Linked DNA regions of Pan troglodytes: region 2 is linked to region 1. A link is a contact called in public HiChIP or PLAC-seq data. All regions are on one chromosome and are shown on one strand. The core of a region is the stretch at or near the end of the contact, and the rest is flanking DNA. Distances in the headings are between cores, read along the strand shown.

The links. HiChIP or PLAC-seq counts read pairs in DNA pulled down with a chosen protein or histone mark.
Region 2: an H3K4me3 HiChIP or PLAC-seq map of stem cell-derived excitatory neurons shows a contact between it and region 1, with 4 times the contacts expected there. The contact joins the promoter of TMEM43 here to the promoter of LOC107970432 in region 1. A contact is called at or near these places in 2 of 7 Hi-C or Micro-C datasets (induced pluripotent stem cells and stem cell-derived neural progenitor cells) and 1 of 1 datasets of contacts at active chromatin or transcription factors (stem cell-derived excitatory neurons).

The regions. Positions count from the first base shown.
Region 1 is chr2:17,649,812-17,656,862 of NHGRI_mPanTro3-v2.0_pri, reverse strand. LOC107970432 reads left to right here and starts at 4,444. Exons shown (of 2, transcript XM_054680333.1): 1 at 4,444-4,449; 2 at 5,156-6,052. The coding sequence starts at 4,444. The coding sequence ends at 5,956.
Region 2 is chr2:18,123,136-18,130,186 of NHGRI_mPanTro3-v2.0_pri, reverse strand. It overlaps TMEM43 (transmembrane protein 43), which reads right to left and starts at 2,804. Exons shown (of 12, transcript XM_001157301.5): 1 at 2,464-2,804. The coding sequence starts at 2,475. It overlaps CHCHD4 (coiled-coil-helix-coiled-coil-helix domain containing 4), which reads left to right and starts at 2,878. Exons shown (of 4, transcript XM_526138.8): 1 at 2,878-3,012; 2 at 5,579-5,748. The coding sequence starts at 5,688.

The sequences.
Region 1 (7,051 bases), core at 3,195-5,694:
GGTAGTGACAATGGAGGGTGAGGGTGTGGAGAAGAGAGGAAGCAGAGGCCTCCGAGGAGGCGATTGCAGTGATGTCGGTGAGAGACGCAGGTAGTGGAAGCAGGCCAGGGCAGTAGAGGTAGGGGAAGAGGCAGGAAGTGGCGAGTGCTGGAGTGGGTGGGCGGAGGGCTGTGCAAGACTCACCGCTGGCTAGGAGGTGAGGGGACGGGCAGGGGCCAGGCTGTCCAGGTTTCTGACTGAGCAACTGGGTGACCAAAGACACCATCTCCTGCGTATCCCCTGATCCAACTGGCCTTGCGCCTCCTCCCATCTCCAATTCCTTCCGCTGCAACCCCTGGATTCAGATTGCTGCCAGCAAACCCACTAAAACCACCTCTCCCCTTACCTCCTGCCCCTGGAGCCCCAGCCCACGTTTGGGGCCCTTGTTGAGGAGGCGCCCTCTCAAGCCCCAGGTCTGGAGATACAGTGTGCAAAGGATGGCCCAGCAAAGACCATGTGCACTGGTACTGGCAAGGGGAGCTCCCCAAAAGAAAATGGGGAACACTGCAGGCGGGCACATTAGCTGGACATGTGCTATCCAAGGGCCCCAAAGGGTGGCTACTAAGGCAATGCCCATTTACAGTTGCGGAAACAGGCCCCAGGAGGCAAGATGTCCCAGCCGATGTCTCTTAGCAGGACAAAGACGCTAGCAGTGTTCACTTGGGACCTAATCTGCAGTTGCCTCCTGCCAACCCCCAACCCCAGCCCACCCCGCACCCCAGCCAGCTCCCAGCCCTCAGGCTTTGCTGGGCCCCCTGCAGGGATGGCTCAGCACCAGACCTAGGGCGTGGGCCTGGTGACCAGGTCTGGGGGTGGGAACATCAGGGCATAAATCCTGACCCAGCTGACAGTGCCCCGGGGCAGACACAGAGGCCCTACTGTCACCTTCCTGTCCCCACCCTTCCTGGCATGTTTCACAGGGTCAGAGGTGCTGGGTGGGGTGAACAAGCACATAAACCTTGGCCCCAGCCAGGTCAGCCTTGAGCTTCCGACCTGATAAATGGACAGAGAAGAGGACGAGGCCTGGCCCTGCACTGACCTTTAGGGCCAAGAAAGAGTGAGTCACAGAGGGCCAAGCTGCAGTGGGGATATCCAGGGGCCTGAGTGGAAGCCACAGCCAAGCCCCATCCAGGAGCATGCAGAGAGGGACCTGGAGCAGATACCTCAGGTGTTGGGGTGGGGTGTCCAGCTCACAGGCCCAGCCTGGGCCTCCTAACCCCAAATGCAGCCACCACCACCCCCAGCCTGCTCCTCCCTTCAACTCTGGCTCCAGCCTGGACATTGGACAAACTCCGATTGCCACCTGAGTAGCTGGAAAGGACCCAGCCCTTCTCTCAAGCAGTTCATGAGGAGGGGGGCGGGTGGAGTGTGCACGCACACATTTGCTTATTCATTCGACACGCATTTGTTAGTGCCTGCTTTATGCACGGTGCTAGGTGCTGGGGACTGGGATCATATTTAGCTGCATCAGTCCTGAGAAGGACTACCTGCAGGGATGTGTGAGGGCGGTGGGGGCACACAGCAGGCAGATGCCAACTCTGTGTGGGGTGCTCAGAGCTGAGCATTGCAGGATGCGTAGGAGTTTGCCAGGTACAGAATGGGCAGAGGCGTGGAGATGAGAAGGTCTTGGAGGGTGCTAGGAAGGGCTGGTGGCCAGGGTGGCTGGAGTGCAGGGAGTGGACGGGGAGTGATGGGCAATGAATCTGAAGGGGGCAGGGACCGGAATGTCAGGCCATGGAACTGGGACTTGATGCCGTGGCAATGGGGAGTCATGGTGGGGTTTACACAGGGGAGAGGCCAAAAGCTCAGTGTCCTCTCTGCTAGCTCAGCCCCAAACATCTTCCTCTCACCTCCTGACGCAGCAGATAAGGACAGCAAGGCTCAGAAAGGCCAGGTTTCCTGTCCCTCCCCGATCCTCAGCCCCTCATCACCCGTGGCTGGACTCCCTGTGTGGCCTGGGCCAAATATTCAGCTCTTCTGGGCCTCAGTTTCTGTGTCTGTAAAATGGGGATCATCATGGAAGGAAGGATGAGTTTAGTGAGGTAAGAAGGCTACACAGGTAGCCCGCCTGTCTCCCTCAGGGGAGGCAAGACAGACTGGTTCCGGACCATTTGCTACCCCAGGAAATGGCTGGGCAAGGTCTCTCTGAGAGCTGGAATGACCAGGCTGAACACAGGGCTGTGGGTCAGGCATCTGCTAGAACCCAGGTACTAGAGATCAGAATGCCCTATACACACACACACACACACACACACACACACACACCCAGAACAGTGGCAGACACCCCCTCCCCTCCTCAGATGCATTTCACCAGGTTCCCCCACACTCACAGCCACGCGCCTACAGAGATGCAAACTCACACACAGCTCCCCGTGTCCTGCAGGCCTCAGGGTAGCCCTGGTCCCAGTGTGTTAGGGACAGTCCCACCTCATATCCACTGCCTTGGCCTAATTAGCAGTGCCCCTTTCTTATTCATGTCCATGTCCACAATAAACTATCTGATAAACCACTACATAGCGGACACACTGGTGTTGCCTTTCCTCTCCAGAGAGGTTCTCAACCATGCATGTATGTGTACACACGTGTGTACATGCAAGAGTGTGTGTGCATGTGTTCATGTGCGTGTCTGCGTGCATGTGTGTCTGCTTGTGTGCATGTTAGTGTGTGTGTGTGTGTGTGTGTGTGTGTGTGTGTGTGCCAGAGACGCCTTTGGCAGTCTGGGCAAGCCTGTAGGCTCTTAAACGCCAATTAGATTTAAATTATAGTTATCAAAATACTAAAAGGGGTCTGTGACGTGGCGCTACGTGGGCTTCCTTCTTAACCCAGTGAATGACACGGTCTAGCAGCGGGTCTAATACCCACTGCAATTTCAAAGTACTAAGGAAGGAAAGCGAGATTGCGCCATCTCTGAAATGAGTAGTGCTACTGTAGCTCATTGCGTTCATAATTAAAGGACATGCTATGTTCCAACTAGAGTACAAAAGATGTTATTTCTGCCCATCCACGTTCACGCACCCCCACCTCGATTTCTCTCCAGGTCCTGGAAGCTGCTGTGCGACGCGGTCCTCGGACGCGGCCACCTGCCTCGCCCCGGCCGGGCCTGGCCTGCACTGGCCGGCACCGGCCCGCACCGGTCCGCACCGGTCCGCACCGGTCAGCACCGGTCAGCACCGCCTCGCACCGGTCAGTACCGCCTCTCCGCTGTCCGCTCCTGCGCAGCCGTCCGCAGTTCCGCATGCCACCGCCAGGTGTCGCTGCACACACGCCGTGGCCCCGAGGCTCCTCCGCAAGCCACTCCGCGAGGCTCTAGGGGGCCCCCAGGGTCCTGTTTCCCGCGGCCCGCAGCTTAATCTGTGCACGGAGCACCCCCACGCTGCACTAGGAACTTCCGCTGCTCCCCCAACAGCTCACTCCTTGGTGCCTTTGAGCATGCTGCCTGCAGTGCCTGCCCTGATCTCCGGCTGGGTAATTCCTGCTGCACGTCAAAACCCACTGGAGGCAACACCTCCTCCAGGAAGCCTTCCCTGATGCCACTATAGTGGCCCCTCTTGAGTTTCCACAGCCCCCTGTGGCTGCCTCATCATTGCAGTGACTGCCAACATGGTTGTGTCTGTTTCTGTGTCTGACTCCCTACTAGAGTGTGAGCTTTGGGAGTATGGGGAGGGCCACGCAGTGGGCTGTTTTGTTTTTTAAGTAGACTTAATTTTTTAGAACAGTTTTAGGTTCCCAGGAAAATTGAGCAGAAAGTACAGAGAGTTCCCACACACTCCCTGCCCCTACACGTGCACAACCTCCCCTCTATCAACATCCCCAGCAGAGGGGTGCATGAGGGACCTGCACTGCCACATCAGTGTCACCCACAGCCCATGGTTTACGTGAGGGCTCATTCTTGAAGCTGTACGTTCCATGTGTTTGGACAAACGTACAACGACCCTTATCCACCATTATTGTATCACACAGAATAGTGTCACCGCCCAAAAAATTCTCTAAGCTCCACCCGTAATCCCCTGTGCTCCCTTCCCCCTAACCCCTGGCAACCACAGATCTTTTTACTGTTCCCATAGTTTTGCCTGTTCCAGAATGCTGTATTGTTGGAATCATACAGTGTGTAGCCTTTTCAGATTGGCTTCAGATTGGCTGGGCCACGTGGCAAAACCCCGCCTCTACAAAAAATACAAAAATCAGTTGGGCGTGGTGGTGCATGCCTGTAGTCCCAGCTACTCAAGAGGCTGAGGTGGGAGAATCACATGAGCCTGGTAGGTTGAAGCTGCAGTGAGCCATGATTGCTTCACTGCACTCCAGCCTGGGTGACAGAGAAAGACCCTGTCTGAAAAAAAAAAAAAAAAAAAAAAACAACCAAACTGTTTTCCAAAGTGGTTGTGCCATTTTGCACTCCCACCAGCAATGAATGTGAGTTCCTGGTGCTCCACATCCTCACCAGCATTTGGTGTGTTAGTGCTTTGGATATGAGCCACTCCAGTAGGTGTGTGGCAGTATCTCATGGTTGGTTTAATTTGCAGTTCCCTAATGATATACCTATGTGGAGCATCTTTCAGGTGCTTATTTGCCATCTGTGTATCTTCTTGAATGAGGTGTCTGTTTAGATCTTCTGCCCACTTTTTAATTGGGTTGTTTTCCTATTATTGAGTGTTAAGAGTTATTTGTAGATTTTGGATAATAGTCATTTATCAGCTATGTCCTTTGCAAATATTTTCTCCCAGTCTGTGGCTTTTCTTCTCATTCTCCTGAGCAATGAGGTTTCCCTTACAGAGTTGAATCCCTGTGTGGCCCTAGGCAAGTCATACACTCTCTCTGAACCTCAGTTTCCACCTCTATAGATGGGGCTGGGAGCCCTCCCTCCAGGTTGTAGGTGGGAACAGGATCTGAGCAACGCAGAGCCTGCCAGCACAGAGCCTGGACACGGCAGGGGCTGCCGGTAGATGCTGGTGGAACTGAGTCACCTCCATTCCCTTGGGGGTGCATTTTGCCCACAGTTCCATCATTAAAGCCCCTAGCTATCAACGATGGTTCCATCCATGGCAGAGCAGGCCAGGCCAAGCCAGCCCACAAATCTGTTTGCAGGAAGATTCCTGTGGTTGGAATCCCTTGGTCTTAGGAATGGGTCAGAGGAGCAGACCCCAGGGAGCCCTTGGGATCATGGACAGACCTACTGTTCAAGGGAGGGGTGGCCACTCTGCCCAAATTCCCTCAAGGACCACCCCTCACTCAGTATCCTATCCTCTCCCCACTTGGTCCCCACAGACCTCTGGCCTCTGCTCCCATCGCACCTTTCCCTCCAGCCACACTGGCTGTGGGAAAGCCTTGCAGCCCTTCCTGCAGTCAGAAACACCTTTCCCCCGTGCCACTTGTCCAAATCCACCCCTCCATTAGTTGCAGGCAGAGCGGCCAGGCTGGGGCTGCAGCCACGAGGGGGCACTGTTGCCCCGCAGCTGCGTCAGAACTCATCCACAAAGCTGGAAGGTGCTTCTGTCCCACCAGCTTGCAGAGCAGCAGGCGAGGAGAATGCCTGTCTCACAAAGCTATGGAAGCTAAACGAGGGGAACGTCAGTGGCCCCATCCCACACCCGGGACCTGCTGGGGCTGCTCTGATACCTCCTGCGATGGGTGCTCACTGCCTCCAGCCAGGCTGCCCAGCCCTTGGCGGGAAAAGCTCTGCCTGGAGAAAGGGCTTTGCAATGGACCCAGTCTATTTTGCAGAAGCCATAAGGTCCTGTGGGGCAACAGGGTCTTCCAAATGAAAAACGTTGAGAAGAACAGATTTACCTTGGGAACCATAAGAAAGAAGCAGTTTGGGGTTTCCAGAGAAGCCCAAAACCTAAAAGGGCACGTGAAATTCCTCAGTGTTGACATGTTGGCTCAAAACTTTTCTAAATATTGTACCCAAGCCAAGCAATGACCCACTTGAGCCTACAGCCCACAGGATGGGATGCTGGTTTTGGGTGTAGCTCAGTGACTCAGAGAAAGCAGAACCCTTAGCGCCCGTGTGCAGAACAGCCGGCAAGCAAGCGCGGCACGCCCCTCCACTTGGCACATCTCAGGAAGTGGGATGATTGATGGGGACGCACAGGCTTTCTGGAGGGCAGCCTGAAAAAATGGGGTCAAAACTGGAGTACAGACACCCATGATCAGCAGTTCGCTCCTTGGTTGCATGTCCAGGGAAGTCCACAAATGGGCCCCCTTCACTGCAGCAGAGTCTGTGGGGTGCGTACCTGGGAGCAGCCTGGACACGTGATCCCAGGGAAAGTGTGGGGTGCCCCTCGGAGGACTCCATAGCAGGCACCAGCAACAGACAAGATGTGCGCCAACAGGAAGGAACACTTAACACTGCTGACTACACAATCAGGGAGCCGAGTGGCATCCGTAACACCAGGCTGCAAAGCAACTGCAAATATGTGCACCAAAGAGTGCGCTGCAGCGAGTGGGGAGGAAGAGAAACTTCACAGTGGAGAGAACCAATCAGCACGACCTCAGCCAGGTGGGCAACGCCAGCATCACAGGGGATGCCTCATGTTGACAGCAGCTGCCCTCCATTGGATGTGCTGATCAGGGCACTTTACCTCTGTGATCTTCCTCCCCAGACCCACAGTCCCAGTCTAATCATGAGAAAAGTGTCAGACAAACCCCAGTAGCGGGCATCCTACAATGTATCGGGCCAGTCCTCCTCAACTGTCAAAATCGTCAAAACCAAGGCAACAGCCAGGCATGGCGGCGTGTACCTGTAGTCCCAGCACTTTGGGAGGCTAAAGTGAGAAGATTGCTGGAGACCAGGAGTTCAAGACCAGCCTGGGCAACATAGAGAGACCCCCCCCCCCCCATCTCAAAACAAAAACAAAATCCCAGAGCTAGTCTAAGAAACCGTAATGTGTATCCCAGAGGAGGTCCTGGGACAGAAAAAGGACATTAAATAAAAGCAAAGGAAAGCTAAATAAAGTATGGACTTTAGTTAAGAATGTATCAATATTGATTGACACATATCTCACTGTGCACATAT
Region 2 (7,051 bases), core at 1,555-4,054, 470 kb before region 1:
CACACCGGGTCTATCACAGGCCAGCCCACAGGCAAGCCCAAAGAGCTGGATGTCATAACGACCCCATTTCACCGATAAGAAAATCGGGCTCGGGGTTAAGTCATCTTCCCAGATCACACAGCTTCTAAGAGGAAGAGTTAGGATTCAAATCCGGGCAGACTGGAGGCTACTCTCCCATTACTCATTCCAGTCTGTGCTCCCCATCTCTTGGGCTACAATGTGAGCTGAATGTTGGGAGCCAGCTGCAGGCAGCAATAGGAAAATAAGGCGTGTCTTCCTCTTGGGCCTCCCCTCAGCCAGCATCAAGATAAGGGGCTCAAAGACGGCCCTGGAGGGAAGGAAGAGAGGTACAGGAGGGTGCCCCTCAGGCTAGGGGAGGGGTGAGGTGGGCAGTGACATGACAAACCCAGCCCACATTCTGAACCAAAATTCCCAGTAAACATGGAGGATCATAAAGGATCTATATATCCACACATATTTATATATACATATAGTATGTATTACATGTATACACACATTATATAAACACACACACACACGCACACACAGACGGACATCCCCAGTGACACATCCCCTCCCAGTCCTAGCACTCAGGACTTAGAAGAAATGAGCAATGAGTGGTGGGAACAGAGACTGACACATAGGCTCTGGAAATGGACAGAACTGGGTTTGATGCCTAGGTTCACCAATCGCTTGCTGTGTAAGCCTGGGTAAATTGCTCTACCTCTCTGATTCTGTTTACTCACTTATAAAGTGGAGAGGGGAATAGTACCTTCACCACAGGTACTGCTGCTGCTATACTGATTGAGAATTTTGTTGCCTCCCTGCTCCATCCCGCTATCTTCTTCCTCACCCAGCCTAGTGGCTGCTGTAAATGTGTACCCAGCTACTGGATGAATCAAAAAACGCTTGGCAGCAGAGAATACTCAAATGCATGTATATTCCTTGGTGAGGGGTCAGGTCTCAATGTACCCAAGATGATCTCTATCCACTGGGACCATTTGTGCTACCCTGCAAGGACAGGCTTGTTTTCAAGTATTAAGTACCTACCACACACCAGGCACTGTGCTAAGCAGTCTCCCTTAAATATCACAGTAACTGATCCATGAGGCTACATAAACCTGGAGAGATGAAAGCCACACAGCTACTGGGTGGAAGAATCTGGATTGCCCCCAGGTCTCCCTAACTCCAAAGCCTGCCCTTTTCAGCATATTCCCGTGTCACAGCATGCCAAGCCGGCCACGAGAGCTTGGGCAAGTGCCTTCCCCTGCTAGGGAAGTTCCCCATCTGTAAAATATGGTGGTGGTAGTGATGGGAGCAGACAGAGTCCACATACTACAGACAGGCTGGTCTCCTGACTGCCCTCTCGCCTGGCCGAGCCTGAGTCTCTCCGAATACCTCTGAGGCCTTTCTAGGTACAACATTCAAGGCTTCTAACCCTCCTGTGGGCCCGAAATGTCCTGGGAGTGTGGATGATACTAACCCGAGACAAAGTGTACTAGGGCTGTGGGTGATGCACACCCTGGCCCCTCAAGGGGTGTGGGAGGCAGAGAGGACGCTTGGGGACAGAGGCGGTGTCTGGAAATAGGGTGTGACAGGCAAGGGGAGAGCTGCTAGGACACTCTACCAAAGCAGGAGGGAGGGTGTGTCTGGGGCTGGCTGGGCTCCTAAGCGGGCCCTAGACGCACTTTCACAGAGGAGGGGAGAGGTGAGTCACCAGCTTCTCCCACACCCAGCGCCCTGGTAGGAGGCGCTGCTTGTTGAATGAATGTTGGGCTTAAATAGTTTCCCGAGAAAGGCTAGTTGCAGGGAGAAGAGGCCTTGAAGGAACAGCCCTCAGCCAGGCCTTCTCCAACCAAATCCTTGCTAGGGGGAGGAGGGGCCCCGACAGTAGAGAAATGCTCCCTCTCCCCCAACTCCTTCGCTCCCAGCCCAGCCTAAGCTTTTTGGAGCATCACAGCCTCGGTTTACAGAGCCTCCCCAGGGCGGAGAGCTCTCTGCCCGCCTGGACAGCCCTGTCTGTCCATTGCTGGACAGCTCCACTTGGGCTGGATCGCCTTCCTCCCTCCCAAGGGACTGGCGCCCTCTCTGAGGTCGCGTCCAGCTCTCATAATGCGCAAGTTTCAGGGCCCCAAGATACAGGAGGGAACTGGGAATGCAAGGAGGGGCCGCGGAGAGGCGTACAAGCAGATCCCAGTACGGGAGCAACACCTCCGAGTCCGCCTCCGCACGAACGCCGAGGACGAGGCGAGCCAAGAAACACGGACAAAAGAAGCCTGGACAGGCCGCGAGATGAACAGAGGGATGAGCTGGCGAAGGCACAGACACGGCGAGCAGAGGGAGATGCGGGCCTAGCCGCACGGAGGAGCTCCAGGCGGCGAAATGGACCTAGAGGACCCCGGGGAAAAGCCCCAGGGCGACGGGGAAGCCTGGGTGTGGCCCGGCTGGCCCAGGGATACTCACATTCGCGGCCATGGTGGGACCCGGCTCGCTGCCGCCGCCTCGCGCTGTTCAGCTACGAAGCGGACTGACGACTGGAGCGTGGTGTCCAGCGGCCTCTTGCCAGCCCCAGCTTCGAAAATCCGCGTGGACTCCAGGGCCAAGCGGGACTTACTACAGTTACCTCCCACTGTGCCCAGTGTTTCTGCGCATGCGCGCGGCGAGACGTCTTGGAAACTACGGTCCGGGACATTGCAGTACCTCATTGATGCGCCTGCGCACTGCAAAGCTTTCGGGGAAATGTAGTTTCTACTGCCTGGAGACCTGTCGAGGGGCGCGCGACCTGCTGGGAAATGTAGTTTCCGGCTGAGGTTGGCCTGGCCGCGGTTGCGAGGGCGCCGAGGCAGGCGCGCGGCGGGCAGGCCTGGGAGGGGGCGGGTCCGCGCGGGCTTCGGAGGAGCCCGCCCTGCCAGAGGAGAGGGAGGTCACGGCGTAAAGGTGCAGCTGCCGCCACCGCCGCTTCTGCAAGGTCTCAGGGACGGGCTGCAGCCATGTCCTATTGCCGGCAGGAAGGTAGGGAGGGCGGGCTGCCACGGAGACCGGCCTACGAGGGCCTGCGGGAGACACGCGGGCCCCGGCGCCCCGCGACCACGCCGGGCGCTGGCCACCTGAGGCGCGGCCCAGGTGCCCACCCTGGGACACTCGGAGGTGGGCCGGCTGGGGGGTCGCTACTCCTGTTTTGCGGATGAGAAAACCGAAGCTCTGGGGGGAACGGGGCTGGTCCAAGGTCACAGTGAAGCCCGAACCCTGACCTCAGAGGGGCCTGTGCGTAGGAAGTCGTAAACTAGGTCCGGTTGGGGCACGGGAAGTGCCGAGCACGTTGCGTGTGGCTCGAAACTGGGAATGTATGGTGGTTAATTATTACTACCGCTCCTGCCATACCCCACGTGTTTACATTTTGCACGCGCCTTTAAAAGGCGCGTCCCGAAAAGTTGCCACTCGGGGTAGCGTGTGCTGTGCTGGAGTGCTAGGAGTTCCACTAACGGGAATGTTTTTGAGCCCCCTGCTACCTGTCAGGCACTGTTCAAGGAAACTTGCCTGGCTTGTCTCACAGATCTCGCTGCGACCTTTGTAAGTCAGGCTCTGTTGTTGGTCACATTTTACTGAAGAGCAAAGTTAGACACAGGAGACATGGCTAAAGCCACTCAGCCGCAAATCGTGGAGCTGGGGTTTGAGCCTGGGCATTGTGACCCCAGAAGAGCCTTATCCAATCTAGTGCCCAGTGGATTGCAGGGAGAACCCTGCCTACTTCCCACCCCAAAGTTGAGCTCTGACCACCTACTGCTTCCTTGATGTTACTCTACCCAAGAGCTCAGAAGTACCCGAGCCACAGGTCGGAGGGCCTCCCCACACACTGCCACAAACTGGCTCCTTGGCCCTGAGCTCCCACCTAACCCCTCCAGGCCCTGGTATCCAGTGTTGTAAAATGAGATGTTGGGCTTCATTGATACAGCAAATATTCATGAAGCACCTTCTCTGCGCCAGAGAAGGGGGATGGATGGTTATAAAACTACAGAGAGAGTTGGAAGTCCCCTAGAAATTCTTTGGTGAATACTCCAGCTCCGTCAGTTAATTCAAGCAATCTGAAGCCCAGAGAAGGAGGTGGCCTACCTGTAGTTACACATCCAGTTAGGAGACTAGCTCAGCCTAAAATTCTGAGCCTTTTCCCTGGTAGCGCTGTCTGCTTCTAGAACCTCTCCTCCTCTGGGTCGTAAAGCCATAAGACTCACTCTTTAATGAGTACTATTATATTTCCGCTGATTACTACTTAATGTGTGCCATAAGCAAAAGTCCTCTGCCCTCACCACTCTTGTTTTTAATTTCGAGTCTTTCTCTAATTTACTTCATTTAGCAAATAATTTTTGAGCCTTTGGGTATAATGAGGCTGTGCTGATAAACAAGACCCTCCTCTTTGAGGATTTACGGGAGGCAGTTTTCTCTGGAAAGGGGAGGCTAGGTCCATCTGCCTCCAAAACATGGAGCCCTATCTTTTCCTGCTTCAAAGATCTCTCTTAGTTCGGAGATGAGTGAGAACTGAAAGCACTCACTTATAGGCCTTCCTTAGTATTTATCTTATCCATACCACTGTCCCCGTAAGAAGTCCCTAACTTCCCCCCCCCGCCCCCCACTGATCCTTTATGCTTCCCATAGGATTTTAAAAAAATGATCCCAAACTGCTTACTGTATCAGAGCTTATGTGATCTGGCCCTGTCTGCCTTTCCAGCCTGGTCTCTTCCCACCCTTTTGCTGCCCAGCCTCTAGCCTCTTGGCTATTCCCTTGGTTTGGTATATCCTGCCTTCAGCTCTTCCGTGGCTGACTCCTCATCCTTTAACATTTAGCTCCAATATCACCTCCTGACCCTTTGTGTCTTTCACATCCTGAACTGTCTGAAATGACCTTTTTTATTTTTTGCCATCTTACTTCCTGCCTGTCTTCTCGCACTAAGCTGAGAGCATCAGATGGGCTGTGGAATCCCCAGCATCTAGCACAGGGCTTGGTGTACAATGGGTGCCCAAATCTTTATTGAATCATGCATTTACCTGCCCTCTGTCCTGAGTGAATCACTTGCCTGTACAAGTTTATTTCAGGGGTCCACCTGCTACCCAGCCTTCAGGTTAAACTCGTTGGTTTGGCATTCAAGGGCTGTCAGCCTCGCACCTGGGCCTTGGGCTAGCCACACTTCTCCTGTGTCAGCACCATAGTGTTTCTTTCTTAGTTTCCTCTTTCTAATGCAGAGCCTGCCCACTCCTGTTCAGTCAACAATTATAGAGCACACGTGATGTGCCAGCCATTGGGCATATAGTGGTGAGCAAGGTGACACATTCTCTGCCCTCCTGGCATGGTGGAAGAGATTGCCATTAAAACATCACCAGACAAATGCATGATTACAGACTGTCATAAGTGACATGAAGGAAAAGCCCAGCATGCTATGATCGTTTAGTGAAAGGCTCTATGGGGTCTGAGAAGGCTTCCTGAGGCTTCAGACATCCTTTTAAATGCCACTTTCTTAAGAAAACCTTTTGCAATCCTAAACACGTGTGAGCGAACACTACTTAAAACCCTCCTTTTGCCCTCCAGGCTTTGCCCAGGATGGTTCCTTCTGGAATGTCTATTCCCCTCCTTCCCTCCCTGAAGCTCTTTGTCAGGGACAAAGGTAGGATCCCTCCCCTTCCGTCTTCTCCACTGGATGCCTGTGTCGTATTCATCTGTGACCACCAGGTACTACCACAGAGCTGGAGCTGAGGAAGGTTTGTTGAGCTAAACTTCTAACACTTGCATTCTTCTTAACACTTTGTCTGAAAGCCATTTGTGTATTCTTCACAGACACTTGATTCTGTATGGGGGAGTTGTATCTTTCAAAGGGGTTAGATTCTAAACATGAAAGTCCTTAGCAGTCAGATTTATCAAACTCTTAGAAACCCCTTACCTCACTCAAAATACACCACAGGCACCACTCCCTCTGGCTTTAGATCTCTTTCTTGGGTTGAGCTTCAGAAAGTAGTGGTTGGAATTGTATCACAGGTGTATTGAATCAACTTAGCCAAAAACGAAAGAAAATAAGTCCTTAGTGCAGGTTGCCGTTCTCAAACATGACCCTGGGGAGTCAGCATCCATGGGAGACAATAAACTGCTTCCTCTGCAGGACACAGGGGCATTCCTTCTGGGGTGGATGAGCTGAGAGATTCTGGTGTATAAAAATCCTCCCCTTTCATGGGGGAAATCAAACTACTCATCCAAGGGATTTTTTGGTCTCACTCACTTAATGGTGATAACCATTCTGTCTTCCTGCTTTCTGCTGGGACTGGGTGACAGAGCAGGAGTAGCGTCATCTCGGACAAACACTGGCACTTTAAGTTCCAGCTCCCTTTCTAGCCTCATGCATTTCAAGGAAGTCACTTCTCTTCTAACTACAAGCAGCCAGAAAGAGCAGACAGTAAAACACAGACAAGACAGCTGGGACACAGAGGGAGGTGGGGGGAAAGTCTCTTGGGTGACTGCCAAACTTCACCCTCATACAATGGGCCCCAGTAAAACTGTGGGCCTTAATAAGCACATTCCTTTCCCTTCAGGTGTACTAAGATAGGGAAGCTAAAAGCAGTCTTGGGGGGATATGCCTGCAGCTGCAGAAAGATGTATGGAAAGAGACACACGAGTCTGCCTCCCAGATAAGCACAACAAAGAGACACAGGAGCAGTCCAAGCCTCTGATAAGCTCTCCCACCCTGAATCCTTAAAAACTCTTAGTCTGTAAGAGAGTGTGGCTCTGACCTAACTCAGCCAGCAGCCCCTCTCAGGTTTGTTTAAAATAAACCTGTCCCTGTTGACTGAAAAGCCACCCTTCGTGTTTCTCTCCTCTTTAATTCTTACACTGGGGTCTTCAAGCCCTAATCCAGAGTTGTTTCTCCATTCATTTTTTTCAACAAATATTGAACACCCACTTTGTCCTTGGCACTATTCTGGGCTCTCAGGATACTGCAATGAACAGAATAGACAAAAATTGCTGCCTCTGAGGAGCTGACATTCCAGTGGGGGCATCAAGTGGTAAACATAC